Regions from separate parts of the Hordeum vulgare genome. Here region 2 is linked to region 1. A link is a contact called in public Hi-C data. All regions are on one chromosome and are shown on one strand. The core of a region is the stretch at or near the end of the contact, and the rest is flanking DNA. Distances in the headings are between cores, read along the strand shown. Region 1 has its middle 21 kb from the start of LOC123423078. Region 2 holds the start of LOC123437326 (tobamovirus multiplication protein 3-like).

Region 1 (4,877 bases), core at 1,314-3,813:
TCAATACATGCAATTTTTATAACCTTGGATCAAAGAAAGCCTCAAAACTTACCTCGCCCATTGGAAGATCAAGACATGCTGTTTGAAACACATCTGGATGACCACAACATCTTGTTGGTCGGCCATGTCTCCAGATCAAGCCCCAAGAACACCTCACGCTCCAGCACGGCGTCAACCCACGCCTGGAACCGTCCAAGAAAATTTGGCACCGTCGAGCTCTCGTTTGTGTACCCGACCCTGAGTTGGGTCGTCCCATGTGCGTGCACCATTCTGGTTTCATATGTCATGGTGGAAGAAGAATGGAAAAAGAGAGGGGAAGAAGAGAGGAAGAAGAAGAACAGAGGAGATCGCTAGAGGAGAAGAACAGAGAATGGCGATAGACTTTGCTTCGGTTGTAATTTTCATCACTCGAAACGACGCGGGAGGGCGAAACATTTGGACCTTTAGTCCCGGGTTGGACGACAAACCGACACTAAAGGGGTGATTCGAAGGGCCGCCACCCCGGTTTGATCCACCAACCGGGACTAAAGGAGGATACGAACGGTTGTACAAACGCCCGCCACCACACCTTAGTCCCGGTTTGATCCACAAACCGGTACTAAAGGGAATACGAACGATTGCCAGCCTACTAGTCCCAATTTTTGACTGGAACCGAGACAAAAGGGGTGAGACGAACCGGGACCAATGGCCCACGATGCCAGGCCGGCGCCCTGGCCTCACGATTCGGGACCAATGTCACCATAGGTCCCGGTTCGTATGTGAACCGGGACTAATAGGATTTTAGGACCTGGACCAAAGCCATCTTTTCTACTCGTGCACAGGGCTGGCCCTGTGCATGTGCCACAAGTGAGGCTGCACTGGCCCCCAAGGATCAGGGGCCCCTTAGCGGGTACGTTTGTGTATGAGTGATTAACTAGTAGAATTAGTAATTTCCTAAAAAACTAGAATTACTAATTAACCCATTATCAAAGGCCCAATCGTGAGATGTACGGGCGTCGTGCGCATATCCAATCGAGGGCAGGAGCCAACATCTCAACGCCTCAACTGACACCTACGGCGGCACGCTGCTTCGTTATTCTCTACACCTCTTTCATTTTTCCCAATTTTAGGGCTTGTTTGGGACTGCTCTACTTCACCAAAATCAGTTTCACTTTATAAAATTCACTTCGGAGCAGTTTCATACGAAAGTTATAACACTATCAACAAAATGTTTGGCTTCCATTTAGCTCCAGCTTCAAGAATAGAAAATTTGATAAAAAGAATCTATTTGATTGGTTGAGGAGGCATAAGTGAAGGGGCATCCACTTACTGGTGGCAGTGGTGGGTAATTTTCCCCCAACTCCAGCTTCTAGAGTTTTTTGAAGCACCATGTCAAGAGCTTCATTAAAACTTTGAAGTTGTACTCCACATTCTAGTTTTTTTGCGGAGCGGCATATTGTGGAGCTACCCCGTTTGGCTTGTGTTTTCTGGAGTAGAGCTGAATTTTAAGGAGCAGAGCAGTCCCAAACATGCTCTTAAGCTCCCGTTAGTGGCGACCCGATCCAATCTCCCATGTAATTTCCAACCGCTTGGATCAATTAAAGGACGACGACGCCTTATTAGGTGGATTCCCAACGAATTCCTACTTTATTTACAACGGTTAATAGAAATCCCCTTTATATACCCATACAACTTCCTTTGATTGACTCATGTTTTGTTTTTTCCCTCATGCTTGATCCACTGTCTATGTCGCGCCCAAACTACCCACGAAGTTGTGAAGGGGATTTCGTTCGCGTGGGGATCGGAGTAGACGAGTAGTCCATTCGGCAACAAGCAGGTCCTACTACCACCATTCTTCGGGTCTTCACACTTCAGTTTGTAGGTGCTTTCAATCCAATTCTTTTGCCTTAGCTTTTGACAAGTGTACTATTTGTTTGCTAAGACGTCATCTAGAAATATATTCGGGGGTGATAAATGAAAAAGAAAAAAAAACTGATGAATTAAAAGTGTTAAGGATATATATTAGGTATCAAGCTCCTCAATTAAGACCAGCTTTGTTTGAACTATCTAACTATGATGACGATGCAAAGACGAAGTGATGCAAAAAAGTTTGTATGATGCAAAAAAGCTTCTCAAAATACTAGAAGAAGTTTTCTTATGTGATTTGCATTTCATCTTTTGCAGTGATGGGATCGAGGATGTGTCATAATCTGTAATCAACAAAGTATTATATATATTAACTTTGTAATAAAAAATGCATGATTAACTATTTCAATACATATTTTATGTGCATGGGGCCCTCTCTTTGGTCTTGCACAGGCCCTTGATATGACAGGACCGGTCCTGGAATACAATACATGCGTTCTTTTGTGAGGGAAGGATATACATGTTTTTCCCGCAAAAAAATTTATCTTTTTTCTTTCCCTACTCTTTTAGAAACTTTTTCTTGTCCTACGTGAAATGTGTCTGTTAGCGTGAAAGGTTTTAGTAGAGGCACAACTTGAGCTTAAAGCCATGGCGTTAACCACAGAGGGTTCTCTTGCGTAGAGGAACGCCATAGTGTGGAAGATCCAGTTAGAGAGCATAAACGCTATCTATCGCCCGTTGCGACAATTAAGCTTCCGATCGCTCAGTAACGTAAAAGATAGCCCGACTGATCAGGAAAACGAGCGAGTCAACCATTATGACTGGTTTTAGAAACCTTCTGTAAAGTTGCAGACCAGTTTTAGAAACCTTCTAAAAGGTTATTGACCCATTTGTTTCATCATTTCTTTGTTTGTAATTTTTTATTTTTTATTTTATTTTCCAGTTTAATTTAATTCATAAGTAAAAAACAAAATCAGAAAAAAACAGTTTATATTTCCAAAAAAAAATTTGTTTCTACAAAAATCATGAAGTTAAAAATAATGGCAATTTCAAATAATTTACATCGATTTAGAAATGTTTTTATATTCTCCAAAAATTGTTCATAATTTCTCAAAAAATATTTGCCAACATTTTTTTACTCTTTTGAATTCCTTGTTTTTTCAATTCACTTTTTTTTGTAAATTTAGAAAAGGTTATTCTAAATCATGGCCTTGTGTTAAAAAACTAATATGAAGAAAACTGATTAAAAAACGAGAAATACAGAGAAAACCAAATATGATGTAGAAATAAAAAACCAAGGTAAACAAAGGATAGCAGAGGAAATCGATGAAAACCAAGTAATATGTGGGAAAAAATCGATGAAAAAAAAACAGAAAATAAAAGGAACTGAAATAAAAACTAAACTGAGCGAGCAAACTACAACGGTGTACTAGCGAGTGAATGCGTTGATGGTCTTGTCCCGGTTGCCATAGGCAATTCCCAATAGGAATAGGTACTGGCGAGATATAGCCCTGGCACAAATTGTCGACCGAAGGCCTCCAACAAAGTGTGCAGCATAGTTTTTTTATAGCTTTCTACAGGTTTTGGTAATCTTCTAATAGGTTTATAAAACGTTTTTATCTACTCGGTTTCTCTTACTTGTTTTTTGTTTTTCCGTATATATGTTTTGGTTTCCTTTTTGATTCTTTTTATCTATTTCTTTTGCTTACCTTTTCATAAATTCAAAATTTGTTCAAATTTTAAAAATCACGTTTTTATATTTTATTCATATTTTAGAAAAAGATATTAGTTTTTTAGAACATGTTCGGAATTTTGAAGAAAAAATAGTTTTTTAATCAATGTACAGAATTTCAAATTTTCTTTGGGATTCAAAATTTGTTTTCATTTTTCAAAATATTCTCATGTTTCAAAAATTGTTCGTATTTTTTCAAAAAAGTTCAAAATTAAAAAAATGATATTGTATTACAAAAAAAATGTTCACGTTGTCTAATTTTATTCTATGTTTCAAAACATATTCCTATTTCCCAAAACTGTTCACACATGCAAAGGATGTTTTTTAATTTGTCCAGGTTTTCAAAAAATATTTGCATTTTAAGAAAAAATCCCGTTTTTCAAAAATTGTTCACCAATTAAAAAATGTTTGATATTCCCATTTTATCAAAATGCTCGAGTTTTTAAAAAAATATATTCACAAATATGAAAATGATTGCATTTAAATAGTATCCGCTTTGGGGGGGGGGGGGGGGGGGGACACGTTCAAATTGTCAAAAACTCTTAGCTATGTTGTACTTCCTATGTACCTAAATAAATGTAGTTAAAAAAATTAGACTAGTTCTTCCAACTTTAATTATTTAGGAACGGAGGGAGTAGTTCTTATAGCTCACGCAACTCTAACATGGAAGCTTGCCAGGTATGATGGCTAGGCTAGCGACAAGCTTTATCTTGTGGAATGTCTAGGATTTGACCGTTCACATGCAACTACATCGATGGACAACTATGAGGGTTAACGGGGCTGGGCGCCTAGCCCATCTGTTAGATTAGGGGAAAGGGGTGAATTAGGAGAATAGGGAAGGGGAACGCTAGGCATCAGACTATAGATGGAATGCATCCGTCAGCCCATCTTTCCACCGTAGGATCGAAGGAAGCGGGGACATCCGATTTGCCTCTCAAGACCTTCACGAGAGGATATGATTAGCGTTAATTATGGATGCTTTCCATTAATTACAAGAATTTTGCATTAATCACATGTAATTAGCTTCCTAACTATTTCTGGTTTGCTTTAAACGAATAAATATATTTTAAGTTTTGCAGATGTGTTTTGCGCAAGGGAATATCTTTTTTTAGATTACGATGTGCTTCCAAAAACACTCATTTTTTCCGAGATGCATTTTTTCACCAGAAGTTTGCAAGGAAGCATTTTTTTGTCAATGGAAGCATACTTTCACGTTGTAAACATATTATTCAATCGTAGAAGCGTTACTTCTACCTGTGGAAGCACCCTTTCATGCGATGCAAACATATTATACAATCAT
Region 2 (4,877 bases), core at 786-3,285, 640 kb before region 1:
TCAATGCAATGAAACGCAAATTCTTTTGCGTTTTCTCGAAAAAAGGATACTGCGTACCATTGCCTGATTTCTAGAAAGTATATAGGTAATCAAGGGCAAACAAAACTAATGTGGTGTTCTATAGGACAGGCTCCAGGGAGCCCTTTTTGAAGAAAAAAATCAAAATATATTTAGAAGTTTCAGATTTTTTTTCTATAACTATACATGTTCTCTATGTATCTGTAAAGTTTCATTAAATAATACGATTATTTGCAGGCTGCACAAAAAGACAAAAAACTGGCCCAAATACAACAAAGAAAAGGCCCATTTTAATCTATGTATTTGTCCTTTTTGTGTACATTACATATAAACATGTATGTTCATGAAATTCTGTACGTATATACTACACATATATGCTTATGTGTATACTTTTTTCAGATTTTATTTAGATGTAGAAAATGTATTTTCGATGTAAAAAATAACGAGCTCCCTGGAGCCTTGCAACCATATGCACTTTCCGGAACAGAACAGAATATATAATCTCGTAAAAAAGGAATATATTAAATATGTATAACTAATTAACTATCACTTATGGTCATAGCAACAAAACAGGTACAAGGCTAATTTGATTGGTCGTAGCCACATAGGTCCCACTCCTAGGCATCTAAAGCAATTTGGAAGCATCACAGGCTCACAGGTACTGAGATGTAGTCAATGTCCAGATATTCACCCCTACATGCCAGCATAACATAATCTTTGCATCATTTATATTTCCAGGCAGACATCAGTGCAAAGATTCACACATGAGCTAACTGAGTCAGGTCATTTGTGTTACTAGTGTAATGAGAAATTTCATGTATACTAAGTTACCTGAATTGCGTACACCACCCCATTGATCCAATAGAAAGTTGGCCTAAGTCCATCAGTCGACATCGCACGGGCCTAGCAAACAACTTCACAAATTAACAGGTGCAACGACAATGAGGAACATCACAAGAAACTATGAAACACAAGCTGGTCTAGCACCTGATAGTAAATCTCGGCCCAGAATAGCACCAAAAGCGCGTATGTAGTGAAGAACGCAAGCCCAGGCATATCAAGAATCACATGTTGAAGTATCTGTGATGCCGCATTGCTTAAACCATTACCCCCAATCAATGGAAACACCAATATATTCATCAAATCAGGCACAAACCTCTGGTTGTATCAGCTGCACGTTTCGCCGCAGCACAAACACGATGGACCGCACTGCAAACACAACTAGAAGGATCAAGCGACGAAACGAAACAACTAAACACAAGCAAGGCGAACCAATGAAACAGGACAAATGTGTTACCCACCGCCATTCACAACGAAGTTAAGGAAATGGAACACCTTCTGCGTCGTCCACCCGTACTCGGGCACCCTACACTCGATTCTGATCAATTGGACCTACAACAAATATTGGAGGTCCACGAATTTAAATTCAATTTGCAACAATTCATGACCCAGCCTCACGATTCGTTGCGGAATCCCCAAGTTTGGAACCAAGCACGCACGGATCAAGCCAACCCGCGCAATCGAGGGCACGGGCTCACGCAATCACAGAATCGGCCCAGGACGTGACAGATCGGAAGGCGTTTCGGGTCAGGCGGGAGGGCCGACTTACAAGCGCGACGACGGAGACGATGCCGTAGAGCACGGCGAGGGCGTGGAAGATGCGGTCCTGCCACATCGGCGAGTCGTTCACGTCTTTCCACCAGTCCACCGCGCCGGTCATCGCCGCCGCGGCCACGGCCGACGAGGCCGCCGCGGCGTCCACCGCAAACAACCGCCCCATCCCGCGCGCCCTCCCGTGGCGACAACGAGGCCAGGCGGCGACGCCCGCAGATTCGAAGGGGGGCGGATGGCGACGCGGCGGGCGGAGGAGGAGGAGGAAGGCGACGCGAGCTCGTCTCCAGGGGATTCGAAACCGAAATGAAAGAAATGGATTTGGGGGGGGCTTCGGTTTCGCTCGCGTTGCGTGGAGGCCAGGTGAAAGGAGAAAGAAGGTTCGAGGCGAGCCTCTCCTCCGGCTTCGTGCTCCGCGGGTGGTCAGGGTGACCGGGTGGTGAGCCGATGCAGGGTAGGCGGATCAGAACACGTGGACAGCGAGCGACTCCGTCCCTGGAGCTGGTCCGTGGTGGACCACACGGACGAGGGGGCAGGACGCGGCGGCCGGTGTATGGACCTAGCGCAGTGGTCGTCTATCAGAAGCGGGCTTTGGTCCAGCACGGCGCGCCGGTTGAATGAGGTGGCGCGGTGGGACAGTGCATGGATTGTACAATTCCGATCTTCTTTTGGCTTTGCCCGTGTTCTGTGCTTACGCTGAGCGAGTCAGAACATCCGGGTCAGGTAAGGTAGGGAGAAAGAAGAGGGACATGGTATTGTCGACATACTAATAAATACTGACAACGAAACACTTGTCTTTTATCCATCTATATATATACAACTACTACTAAACGCAATGAATTATTTAACCTGAAATTGTCGAGGACTCGGGTTGGACTCGACAGTAGGCGAGCTTCGAGACCTGATTAGGTCTTACAACCCAGCGATGGTGTTTTTATGTGAGACTAAAAAGAATGATGCGGCCATGGAGAAGGTGATGTGGAGAATGGGTTTCAGATGTGGGGTGGCGGTGGCTTGTCAGGGTAGGAGTGGTGGGCTAGCTCTATGGTGGAGAGATCACATTCAAGTGACGGTTAGACCATGGTGTCAATACTTCATCGATGCTGAAATGAAGTGGGATGGCAAGACCTGTAGATTCACTGGTTTCTATGGGGAGCCGCGGACAGAGTTGCGGAAGCGATCATGGGATACCCTCTGATATTTGCGCGCACATGATGACCTCCCCTGGAACTGTGCGGGGGACTTCAATGAAGCTCTTTTCCATTCAGATCAACAAGGTGGTAACAGGAGGAGTTTTCACCAGATGGAGGACTTCCGGAACTGCCTGGCCGACTGCGGCCTTGTGGACCTTGGTTACTCCGGCTATCCTTTCACATGGGACAACAGGAGGGAGGCAGATGACAACGTTCAGGTACGTCTGGACAGAGCTACCTGTAATGATGGTTTTGCTCAGTTGTTTCCAGAAACGGTGGTGGAACATATCATGACCGAGGAATCAGACCATCAAACTCTGGTGATCAGGGCGTTGGAGACTGCTCCAACCCTGCACCCGAGGGGGAGTAGACCTTTCTTCTTTGAAGAGGCTTGGACAAGACACGAGAAATACGACGACATGGTGGCGGAAGCCTGGGATGCGTCGGACAGGGGAAATCAAGGGGTGCGGGCCCTATGCAGTAGACTCGGATATATTTCAGGTAATATGAGAAGGTGGGCTCGAGAGGTTTTTGGCTCAATCAGGCGTCAGATAGCTAATCTGAAGAAAGATCTTGTGGCGACGAAAGAGAAAGCTGTCATTATTGGGACCTCCATGGAAGCAAGAAGGATTGAAGAACAACTGAGGGAGATCTATGAGAGGGAAGAGATCATGTACCGTCAAAGATCGAGGGTGGACTGGCTCAAAACAGGTGACCTAAACACCAAGTATTTTCAGAGTAGGCCTCACACAGAAAGAGGAAAAACACTATCCGGGGTCTCCTAAGAGAGGATGGCACGAGGTGCATGGTCGACGAGGAAATGCGAGAGATGGCAGCAGGCTACTATGAGAAACTTTTTGCCTCAGAGGGCTCATCTGAAGCAGAAACACTATTAAACGACATCGCTCCAGCTGTGTTAGAGGAGATGAATGGTCAGCTTACCAAAACTATTTCAGATGAGGAGATAGAGAAGGCGTTGTTTCAAATGGGGCCGACAAAGGCGCCTGGGCCGGATGGACTGCCTGCTTTGTTCTATCAACGACACTGGTCGTTCATCCGTGATGATGTATGATGTGTTGTGCGTGATTTTCTGTGTGGAGAGGCAGCACCGGATTCTTTCAATGACACGGTCATTGTTATGTTCCCAAAAGTTAACTCACCGGAGTTACTTTCACAATTTCGCCCAATTAACTTGTGCAACGTCCTATACAAGATAGCTATGAAGGTGTTGGCGAATAGATTGAAATGCATTCTACCGGTTCTTATTTCTAAGGAGCAAAGTGTGTTTGTCCCAGGACGCTTAATAACGGACAATGTGTTGGTGGCATATGATACGTCTCCGTCGTATCTACTTTTCCGAACTCTTTTGCCCTTGTTTTGGACTCTAATTTGCATGATTTGAATGGAACTAACCCGGACTAACGTTGTTTTCGGCAGAATTGCCATGGTGTTGTTTATGCGTAGAAATAAAAGTTCTCAGAATGACCTGAAAATTTACGGAGAATTTTTCTGGAATTTATGAAAAATACTGGCGCAAGAATCAGCGGAGGAAGTGGAGCCATGAGCCCACAAGCCCACCAAGCACGGCCCCCCTCGCCGCGCCTGGCATGCTTGTGTGGCCCACAAAGCTCCACCGCCTCCAAATCCAGCTGTATTTAGTCCGTCTCGCCCGGAAAAAAATCAAGGAGAAGAGTTCATCGTGTTTTACGATACGGAGGCGCCGCCACCTCCTGTTCTTCATCTGGAGGGCAGATCTGGAGTCCGTTTTGGGCTTCAGAGAGGGGAAATCGTCGCCATCGTCATCATCAACCTTCCTTCATCGCCAATTCCATGATGCTCTTCACCGTTCGTGAGTAATCTCATCGTAGGCTTGCTGGACGGTGATGGGTTGGATGAGATCTATCATGTAATCGAGTTAGTTTTGACGGGGATTGATCCCTAGTATCCACTATGTTCTGAGATTGATGTTGTTACTACTTTGCCATGCTTAATGCTTGTCACTAGGGCCCGAGTGCCATGATTTCAGATATGAACCTATTATGTTCTCGCCAATAT

The links. A called contact is a pair of places that touch in the nucleus more often than the background predicts.
Region 2: a contact with region 1 is called in a Hi-C map of seedling, with 4 times the contacts expected there. The contact joins the promoter of LOC123437326 here to the enhancer-like site in region 1. A contact is called at or near these places in 2 of 6 Hi-C or Micro-C datasets (leaf and seedling).

Annotation. Positions count from the first base shown.
Region 1 is chr1H:363,059,032-363,063,908 of MorexV3_pseudomolecules_assembly, reverse strand. No RefSeq gene overlaps it. Among protein-coding and RNA genes, the nearest start is that of LOC123423078, 21 kb to the left of the region's middle. Within about 2 kb of position 2,563, at least 2 of the 3 cell types and tissues checked have open chromatin away from gene starts, as enhancers often do. A contact at or near this core is called in seedling, where this site is marked.
Region 2 is chr1H:363,703,301-363,708,177 of MorexV3_pseudomolecules_assembly, reverse strand. LOC123437326 (tobamovirus multiplication protein 3-like) reads right to left here and starts at 2,035. Exons shown (of 11, transcript XM_045115701.1): 1 at 1,628-2,035; 2 at 1,320-1,410; 3 at 1,175-1,227; 4 at 1,006-1,098; 5 at 850-921. The coding sequence starts at 1,798.